3 separate regions of the Mus musculus genome follow, and regions 2 and 3 are each linked to region 1. A link is a contact called in public promoter capture Hi-C data. All regions are on one chromosome and are shown on one strand. Each heading gives the region's core, a stretch centred on a gene start, on an enhancer-like site or on the middle of the called end of the contact. The rest is flanking DNA. Distances are from core to core; before and after follow the strand shown.

Region 1 (2,700 bases), core at 43-2,542:
AAAGTATCTTCCCAAATAAGACCTGCTATTTAAAAGAAAAACACTGTTCCTGAAAGACAAAAAGGCCAGTTTGTAAGTTCCCAGTCTTAGCAACTCCTCCATTAGCCTCAGGCACTAGCAACCTTATTTCCCATTGTGAAGGCTGTATTTTCCCCTCTAGTTTCCTCCAAGCTCTCACTCAAAATCCGTCAAACTATTCTGACTGCACACCAGCTGCTGTCTTTCCATTCAAAATGTTCTCGACGTCGGTGTTAATGCATGTGAGTCTTCTTTAAGTGTGCATCAATCCCTGCTTCCCCTCCCTTACCCCAGACACTCACACACACACACACACACACACACACACACATACACATACACACGCACGCACCCCCAGTACCCATGGGTCACTCTATCTCCTTCATACAAGTTCCTTACATCGCACCTAATGAATGCACACGACTCTCAGAATGGTATCTTCCAACTACAGTTTCTTTCGAGAACATCACCTTGTTCGTAGCACCTCCCTCTTCCCTCGTCTCCCCATCCTTTTTCCCCCTTTCCGGGCTCTCCGACCCCTCTAACTCTGGACAGAAGGCATTATTTCTCCTCCTTCCAGCCCGCGACTAAAGAACAAGCTCGCGTTTCCTGCGGGCTCCCCTTCCTCTCATTTGCCCTCCAGAATGCGCCCTCCCAACCCCCAGGTGTGCCGACTTCCATCCTCCTCTCTCCTGCATCGCCCCGGCCAGCACACCACGTTTCCCGGGCCGTGGGCTCCAGACCCCTTCACACCCACCTCGACTCTGGGTCGCTGCCGGCTCTCCTCTCCCCTACCCCGGCCCCGCAGCCTGCGACCAGAGGCGCGCGCGCGCGCGCGCACACGCACACACACACACTCACACACACGTTCTCGTCTCCCGCTTCCCCAACCTCCCTCCGCTCCTCGCCCGGCTTCCCCCGGAGCGCGGCTCGCCCGGCTTCCCGGGGGCCAGGCAGCCATGTGTGTGCCCGCCCCCTCCCGCAGCCGCCCGCTCGGCCCCGCGCTCGGCCTCCCCGCCCTGGGGACAGAAGGACGCCGCGACTCCCCCACCGCTTCCGAGTCCGCCGGTCCTCGGCCCCCCGAGAGCCTCCCCTTCCCCCGTCGCCACCACGCCTCGGCCAAGCTCCGGCGCTCACCGGAGATACTGCGCGCTCTGCAGGCTCATCCTCCGCCGCCGCGTCTCGCCGCGAAGCCTCCGTGGGTCTCTCAGGCTCCTCGGAGCGGCCCCGCGGCCCCGCGGGTGCTGGCGGTCGCCGCCATCTTCCTCTCCTCCGACTCCTCCTCGCTTGGCGCGGGGTGGGGGGGGGGGAGAGTGAGTGAGGCGAGGGGGAGGGAGTTGGGGGGAGCGGCTCCGGCAGCGGCTGCGGCTCTGGCCTGTGGGGCGCAGGGACGCTCCGGCTCCGGAGGGGGGGGGGAAAAAGAAGGGGAAAGGGGCGGGGAAAGAGGAGGGGAGAAGCAGAGGAAGGAAGTCGGGTTCGCTCTCGCGAGACTTCAGCAGCGCCGGTCCCTCTGGGTGCTTTCCGCCGCTCTGTAGCGCTCCCTCTTGGGATCGGCGAGCGGTGCGGTGCCCGCGCGCCGGCCGAACGATCCGGTGCTGGTGCCCGGCGGCCTCCTAAGGCTCCGTCCTGTTCCTCCCGGGCGCGGGGGCGGCCCCCGGCTCACCGCGGACATCGAGCCCAGAGCAGCCCGGAGTCACACTCAAAGCCTTCCGCCCGGCCACCCGCCCACTTCTCACTTCCTTCCTTCTTTCTTTTTTTTTTTTTTCCCACTCCTCCACTTTCCCCGCCGGAAACGCCACCCCTTCCTCCTACAGTTCCGCCCGCCAATTCCTCGACTCCGGTCGTCCCCTCGCGCGCCGGAGAGTGACGCAGAGGCCTCCCCCGTTTCAGCCGCCCCTCCCCGGGCACTCTGGGAGAAGGTTGGGGGGGGGGGGGGGAATAGGGCGGAGCCCAGGGAGAAATAGAAAGGAAAACCAATCCGATTGGGCAGGCCGCTGCCATGGAAACTGGAGGCTGTGGTTGTATTGTCATAGTAACTGCCGTGTGTAGACAGGGTGACCCTCCCGTAGAGAAACGGGTTCCCTGGAAACTGCCCAGGATTCCCCACTTGGATTCCCTGCCTTTTTAAAAGCCAGAAGTCGAAATGGTTATCCGAGTAGGAAAGTCCATTTCTTCCTCCCTTACTCTCCCAGCAAAAATTGGGGGAGACCCCGAAGCATTCATTTTAGGCATTGCCAGTCCCCCAAGGGTGGAAACCACCTCCATCGTTGCCTATCTGAGCCGGGTAGGGAGAGGGCCGGGCCCGAGAAGAAAAGGCAGGTTATGAAGGCCGGCGGCGAGTGGGTGGGAACGAGAAAGCGAGGGCGATGCTGCGAAGTCAGAGGAAAGGGAAGGGGCTTCCCCACCACTGTTTGAGGCTGGGCAGCGGGATCCCGCCAGAAGCGGGTCCCTAAGGGAAGAGACGGGCACATGACAACCGAGATGCGGCTCCGGCGATCGCGAATGTTCGACTTTTTGTAGCCGGTCGACCCTTGCCTAATTCCTACTCGATATCACCGGCGAGACCTCCCGTAGGCGACTTAGTGAGAGCTCGAACCCAGCCTAGGAGGCTAACACGCAGTTCTTAGGCATTTAGAATGGAGAGCGATCAGAAAGGCTGATGACGTTCTTTCCAGAGGTACC
Region 2 (2,700 bases), core at 106-2,605, 1.5 Mb before region 1:
CTGAACAATCTCTCTGGTCCTAGTTACCATTTCTACAGGTTGTAATAGGTGCTATTGTCTCACTTTTAATCGTTAAATAGTTAACTCCCCACATAGGAATCCTAGTCCAAAAGCGGTTAAAAGGCCTTCAGTCGTCTTGTGGGGCCAGGCTTCTGACCTTTAAGCTAAGGAGCTAAGCAAATACTTTACCACTGAGATAAGTACATTCGTAGCCCTTAAGGGCTTTAGAACTTGCAAAAGACTGGTGGGGACAAAGTTTACGTTAAACTGGGGAAGGAAAAACACCTTCAAACACTCCAACTAGGAAGGACAATGAGAGAGCAAAACTTCCAGACAGCATTTCAAAGTAACAAACAATCACACACCGTCTCCTATGGTTTCCCAACAGAGGAAAAAAACCTGAGAACCTCCCCTCTTGCCTTAAACGCTCAAGACAGTCCGAAGCAGGCAACCTGAAAGAAAGATCAATTTGGGTTGTTTTTGTTTTGTTTTTCCAGTCTGCTCCAGTGTGCTTATTAGAAATAAAGTGAAGAGAACAAATAAGACTTCGGTGATAAACAAGTCCAGGATATATATATTTATAAAACTTGAGGCGCAGAGGATTCCCTGGCCATATTCCTTAGAGAATCTGAAATGCATCAAAGTGATACATTTGTTAGTAAAAGCCTAAAAAAAAACAAAACAAAACAGGTCAAAACTGCAAAACAATCTCCTACAACCACACCGCGCCTATTCTGCTATCCTTAACCTAGAGGCAAAATTGAAAAAGTGAAGAGCGTCCGGGTCGCAAGTTGTGGGGGGGAAAGTTGTGGAGAGCGGAGTCAGGACTCTACCTCAGGGGGCTGACAGAAAAGTGCTTCTGGGATTCATAAACTGCCTCGGCCCACCCCCACACAAGCCGCCATCGGTCCCCCCACCGCCTCAGGTCCAGCTGGAGCAACCCGGCCACACACTCCACGAGCCGGCCGACCTCCGACCAGCCCCCGCAGTCGCCCGGCCCAGACCTCAGCTCGCGGGTCCCGAGCCCGACCGACGTCCGGGTACAGGAGGCCAGCAGTGAAAAGCTGTCGCCCAGAGAGATGTCCACGCGCCCGGAATACCCTAACTTACCTGAGTCCGCGGCAGCAGCAGCCACAGCGACAGTGGCGATTCCCCGGACCAGTCGGACACCCAAAGCGCCTTCCCAGAGCCCGCTGCACACTGGGAAATGTAGTTCTGTACTCGGACCCCCGCCAGGAGCCGAACGCTCCAGGCAATTCTAGAGTTCTCGGCGCTCTGTGTGTGTTTCCTCCAAGGACCGGAACTGAGCACCGCCCATGAGGCGCGATGCCTCCTGGGTGTTGTAGTCTTATTTCGGTTCGGTGGCGGCCAGTGATGCAGAGGACGTACCGAGGAAACGGAACTCTTTTTCCTCATTGGACACTGTCCGCCACACGCTTCTGCGCAGTCTGTGGTGGCGTCGTAACGCCTCGGGGAAGGGGAAGCCGGCGAAGGGTCGAACCGCTGCCTCTGGCTTTCAGTTTTTCTGCTGACAGGGTTGGGTCACTGGAGCTCCGCCGTTTGTCTGTGGCACGCGTACAGCCTTCCCAATTGCTTCCCCGCCCTTGGATCCAGCCCTGTGTGCATTAACGTCTATTAACCCACTCCGCCGCGAGTCCCCTCCGCGTCCCCTGGCTCGGAGGCCGTAACTATGGAGAATATGGCGGAGGAGGAGCTGCTACCCCAGGAGAAGGAGGAGGCCCAGGTCAGGGTCCCGACCCGGGCCCCGGATTCGGCTCCGGTCCCAGCTCCGGCCGCAGATACGGCTCTGGACTCGGCTCCGACGCCGGACTCGGATCCAGCCCCAGCCCTTGCCCCGGCCCCGGCTCCGGCCCTGTCCCCGTCCCTAGCCTCTGTCCCCGAGGAGGCTGAAAGCAGTAAGTGCAGACGGCCTGATCTCTCTGCCGCAGAGAAGCGAGAAACCATGCCTCGCTGGGGAATAGGGGAGGCCCTTCTCCAGGGTGTTTTTTTTAATGTGGAAAGGCAAATTTAGAAAAATGGGAGGAGGAGGAGGAACCAGAGCGGCAGGTAAGAGTAAAAGGAATACAGCATGGAAAGGGATACTTCTTCCATAAACCTCGAGGATATCATCCTGAAGGATATATGAAGGCCAGGCGTGAGGCAGAGAAAAATAAACAATGAAATTAGTGGCTGTGTCCGTTAGTGTCTTTAGTAGTTTCCATCTCAACCCAGTCTACAATAGTTTTAAAACTTTCCACTGTGTTACAGTAATGGAGGTACTAAGGTAGTAGTAGATCAAGATTGAGAAACTGAAAGCATTTTTCAGTCAGGACTTATACACACTGATGGATTTGTCTCATTGCTGGAGTATACTTTGCTCCCGAGAATAGAAACTCCGTCTCTTGTATCTGCCAAATACTAATTGAGCTTTGTACTTCATTCCAAAGGACAACGATCGTGAAAACGTATAGCCCATATTTTTATTTTCTGAATGTGTTTATACATGTTCCGAGTGGTGGTTTTTCGGTTCATATAAGAAACATAAGACTGATAATTATTAGCATTTTAAGGATCTTCTTAACATTTTGCACAGCGGGCCTAAAAAAAAAAAATTCAACGAGTTTTGTTTTTTTTTTCAACAAATCTGTGGTCCATAAATGGATCTTTATACTCCTTCTGAATTATCGCGTGAGGAATTAA
Region 3 (2,700 bases), core at 107-2,606, 1.6 Mb before region 1:
GGGCAGTTCATATTCTCTCACTGCCAGAAGGAGCTCAGTAATCCAGGTCCCTAATAGTGTCATTTGCAACAAAAGTAATGTGCTATCAAAGAGAAAAGCTGGACGGCAAATGCCAGTTTCTCTAAGACACATAATCATACTAGCTGACAGCTCAGTTTCTACTTCCTCCTTTTGTGAAACAACAACAAAAAAGAAACGTCTCCTGGCCACAAGATCTTATTTTTTAAAAGTAATGAAGACCCCCCTCCCAATTTCTATTTCCTACCCGCTAACACATTAAAGAAGGGTAGGAAGCATTGTCAAAGAGCTCCAAGAAATGGCTACAAATTAAGCGGGATGATCAAAGTCAGGTCTAGACTGTGTAAGCGCCCTCTATAAACCAGTATAAGCATTAATCTGGAAACCTTTACCTAACTCGATTATGTGTATACTTTATAGACCTTTGGATATAATCTCACCAAATCCCCTCATCTTCAATCAAGGAAACTTCCCAGCATGTGCTTCAGAGTCATATGAAGAAGTGGAGCCCAGCTTAAATCACATTTGACCTAAACAACTGCCTGCCTCCTAGGGGCAAGGTGGGTGGATGACTGGGCTTGGCTCCTGGGTTAAAAGGCCCCAGGGGGTAGAGATAGGGACTAACAATTCCCCAAGCTACTTTTCTTTGTCCAAAGAAGTCGAGACATCAGGAACTGATACCAGAGGGGGACAAAAAGTAGAAGTGAACACGCATTTTATGGCACACCGATAATATCTCTTTCACCTTTTTTTTTTTTTTTTTTTTTTTTAAACACACTCACTGAATGCTCACCCAAAGCAGGCCAATAGAGGGGCTAGTTGTTCAGGCCCTCCTCTGACTTATCCCTTCTTCCTCCATTCTTCTCACCCCTCCACCTCCAAGGTAAGAGCCTGATGCTCAACTACTGCCGCGGGGTTCCCACAACACGCAGCTCCAGTCTAGGCTAGTTGCCTAGAAGTCAGTGTGACGCTGAGAACTCTAATCGCCACGTCGGATCTCTGGAGAAGGTAGGGCAGGTGGAAGAGGAAGGAGGGAACCAGTTCCTGGACAGTGGAAAAAAAAGGGCGAAGCGAGGGTGTGAGGCTCGGGAGGGAGCGCGCGCTCGATAAGTAACAGGAGGAGCGGTCCCCGCCGCCCCGCTCTCCCGGATCACCTTGCGCTGACCTAGTTGAGCCGAGAAGGAAGGAGGGGGCGGTTGAGGAAAAGAGCTATGAGGTGGGCGGGGCCCTGTCCGGGGGCGGAGCCTCAGAGCGGGATCTTCCCGGGAGCTCGCCTGTGATTCGCTCAGGCATCAGAGCCGGAAGCGGCCGGGAGGCGTTGGCGGCAGCGCACGTGGTGACGTGCGAGGGAGTGCGGCGCGAGCGCGCGCGGCGGCGGCGGCGGTGGCAGTGTGTTCGGGACGCGCGTGGAGGTCGGTCAGTCGCTCGGAGGTGCTGGGCGCGTCGTGGCGGCGAGCGAGTTCCCGCGAGTACCCACTGGTCTTCCTCAGCCCGCAGCCTCCCGCCCGGTCGCCCCGAGCCCCTTCCAGCGCCTTCCGCCTGCAGCCCGTCGAAGCTCTGGAGATGAATTTCGCCATCTCTTCAGAGATGACCCAGGTAACGCGCTGTACGCGGGCGCCGCGGGAGGGAGAGGGCGGGGTGGGAAGATGGTGGTGGTGCGGAGCGTCCCGCTGTCCCGGGAGACACGGGCATCGCGGGGCTCCGCATTCGGCTCGGTTGCCGGCTGGCGGGGGAAGAGCGCGGTGGTCCCGGACCTTCCTCCGCCGGGGCGGGGATCGTCAGGCTTCCGCGCTGGGTGACGGAGGGTCCCCGGGACCTGGCCCGGCGGAGGACTAGGAGGGATGACCCGCCGGATGAGAGCGGCGGCCACCGAGGACTGTAGACATCGTTTCCCGCTGTCAGGAGCGAGGTGCCGGCTGCGGTTTGGGGCTCTCCGGGCTAAGACTCCCCGCGGCCGGCGCGTGGGGACACAGAGCCGCCCTCAGAGCGCATCGGTTCCAGGGGTTAGGCGTGGGGTGGCACGGAGTCCCTGGTCGCCGTGGACCACGGGGTCCTTTGTTCGAGCTCCACGTTGCCCGCTTTTCTTGCCAAGCGCGGGGAAAAGGAGGCGGGAGGAGCGAGGGAGCGGCTGCCCTGACGTGTCAGCTCTGAGTGACTGCGCCGCCGGCCAATCGCGGCCAATCGCGGCCGGGGGTGTGCGGGTGCCTCGCTGTACCCGCCGAGAGCGCGCCCCAGGCCTTGCAGCGCGGGGTCCCCGGCGCGCCGGGGCACAGGCTCCATGTTCTCTGAAAGAAATAGGTGGAGAGCAGGCTTTTCGTCCGATCACCTTTTTTTTTTTTTTTCTATTTTTGGGTAAAGGACCTCGTTGATAAGACACCGGGGAGTGTCAGAGTGGAGATTAACGTAAGGAAATCTGTACACACACACACACAAATTTGAGAAATATTTCCGCCTTTCCCTCAATAAGTTGCAGATAAATGATTCCGGAGAGCAAACATTTCGATCAAAAAGAAGTCGGACGGCCTAAAAGGCAACGTTTTGTTTAATGTCTGTCAGTAGTGGAGGTTAGAACACCCAGATATCAAGTTCTTAGGAGTTTTGTTGTGGTCTCCTGTTTTGGCAATACACCATAGCTCTGGAAGTAAGAGCACACAAGCCGCACGGACTAAATCACCTTAGCCA

The links. Capture Hi-C pulls out chosen DNA fragments and counts their contacts.
Region 2: a promoter capture Hi-C map of liver shows a contact between it and region 1, with 4 times the contacts expected there. The contact joins the promoter of Trmt1l here to the promoter of Smg7 in region 1. A contact is called at or near these places in 3 of 39 promoter capture datasets (liver, neutrophils and pre-B cells), 3 of 484 Hi-C or Micro-C datasets (CD4 T cells, macrophages and uterus), 1 of 115 datasets of contacts at active chromatin or transcription factors (cardiomyocytes) and 2 of 9 other capture datasets (adipose tissue and liver).
Region 3: a promoter capture Hi-C map of liver shows a contact between it and region 1, with 3 times the contacts expected there. The contact joins the promoter of Ivns1abp here to the promoter of Smg7 in region 1. A contact is called at or near these places in 5 of 484 Hi-C or Micro-C datasets (B cells, CD4 T cells, double positive thymocytes and 2 more) and 2 of 9 other capture datasets (adipose tissue and liver).

What each region holds. Positions count from the first base shown.
Region 1 is chr1:152,901,354-152,904,053 of GRCm38.p6, forward strand. It overlaps Smg7 (Smg-7 homolog, nonsense mediated mRNA decay factor (C. elegans)), which reads right to left and starts at 1,293. Exons shown (of 23, transcript NM_001160256.1): 1 at 1,156-1,293. The coding sequence starts at 1,184.
Region 2 is chr1:151,427,187-151,429,886 of GRCm38.p6, forward strand. It overlaps Trmt1l (tRNA methyltransferase 1 like), which reads left to right and starts at 1,356. Exons shown (of 15, transcript NM_026876.4): 1 at 1,356-1,916. The coding sequence starts at 1,691. Swt1 (SWT1 RNA endoribonuclease homolog (S. cerevisiae)) reads right to left here and starts at 1,249. Exons shown (of 20, transcript NM_025819.4): 1 at 1,111-1,249.
Region 3 is chr1:151,343,142-151,345,841 of GRCm38.p6, forward strand. It overlaps Ivns1abp (influenza virus NS1A binding protein), which reads left to right and starts at 1,357. Exons shown (of 15, transcript NM_054102.2): 1 at 1,357-1,614. It also overlaps the pseudogene Gm10138.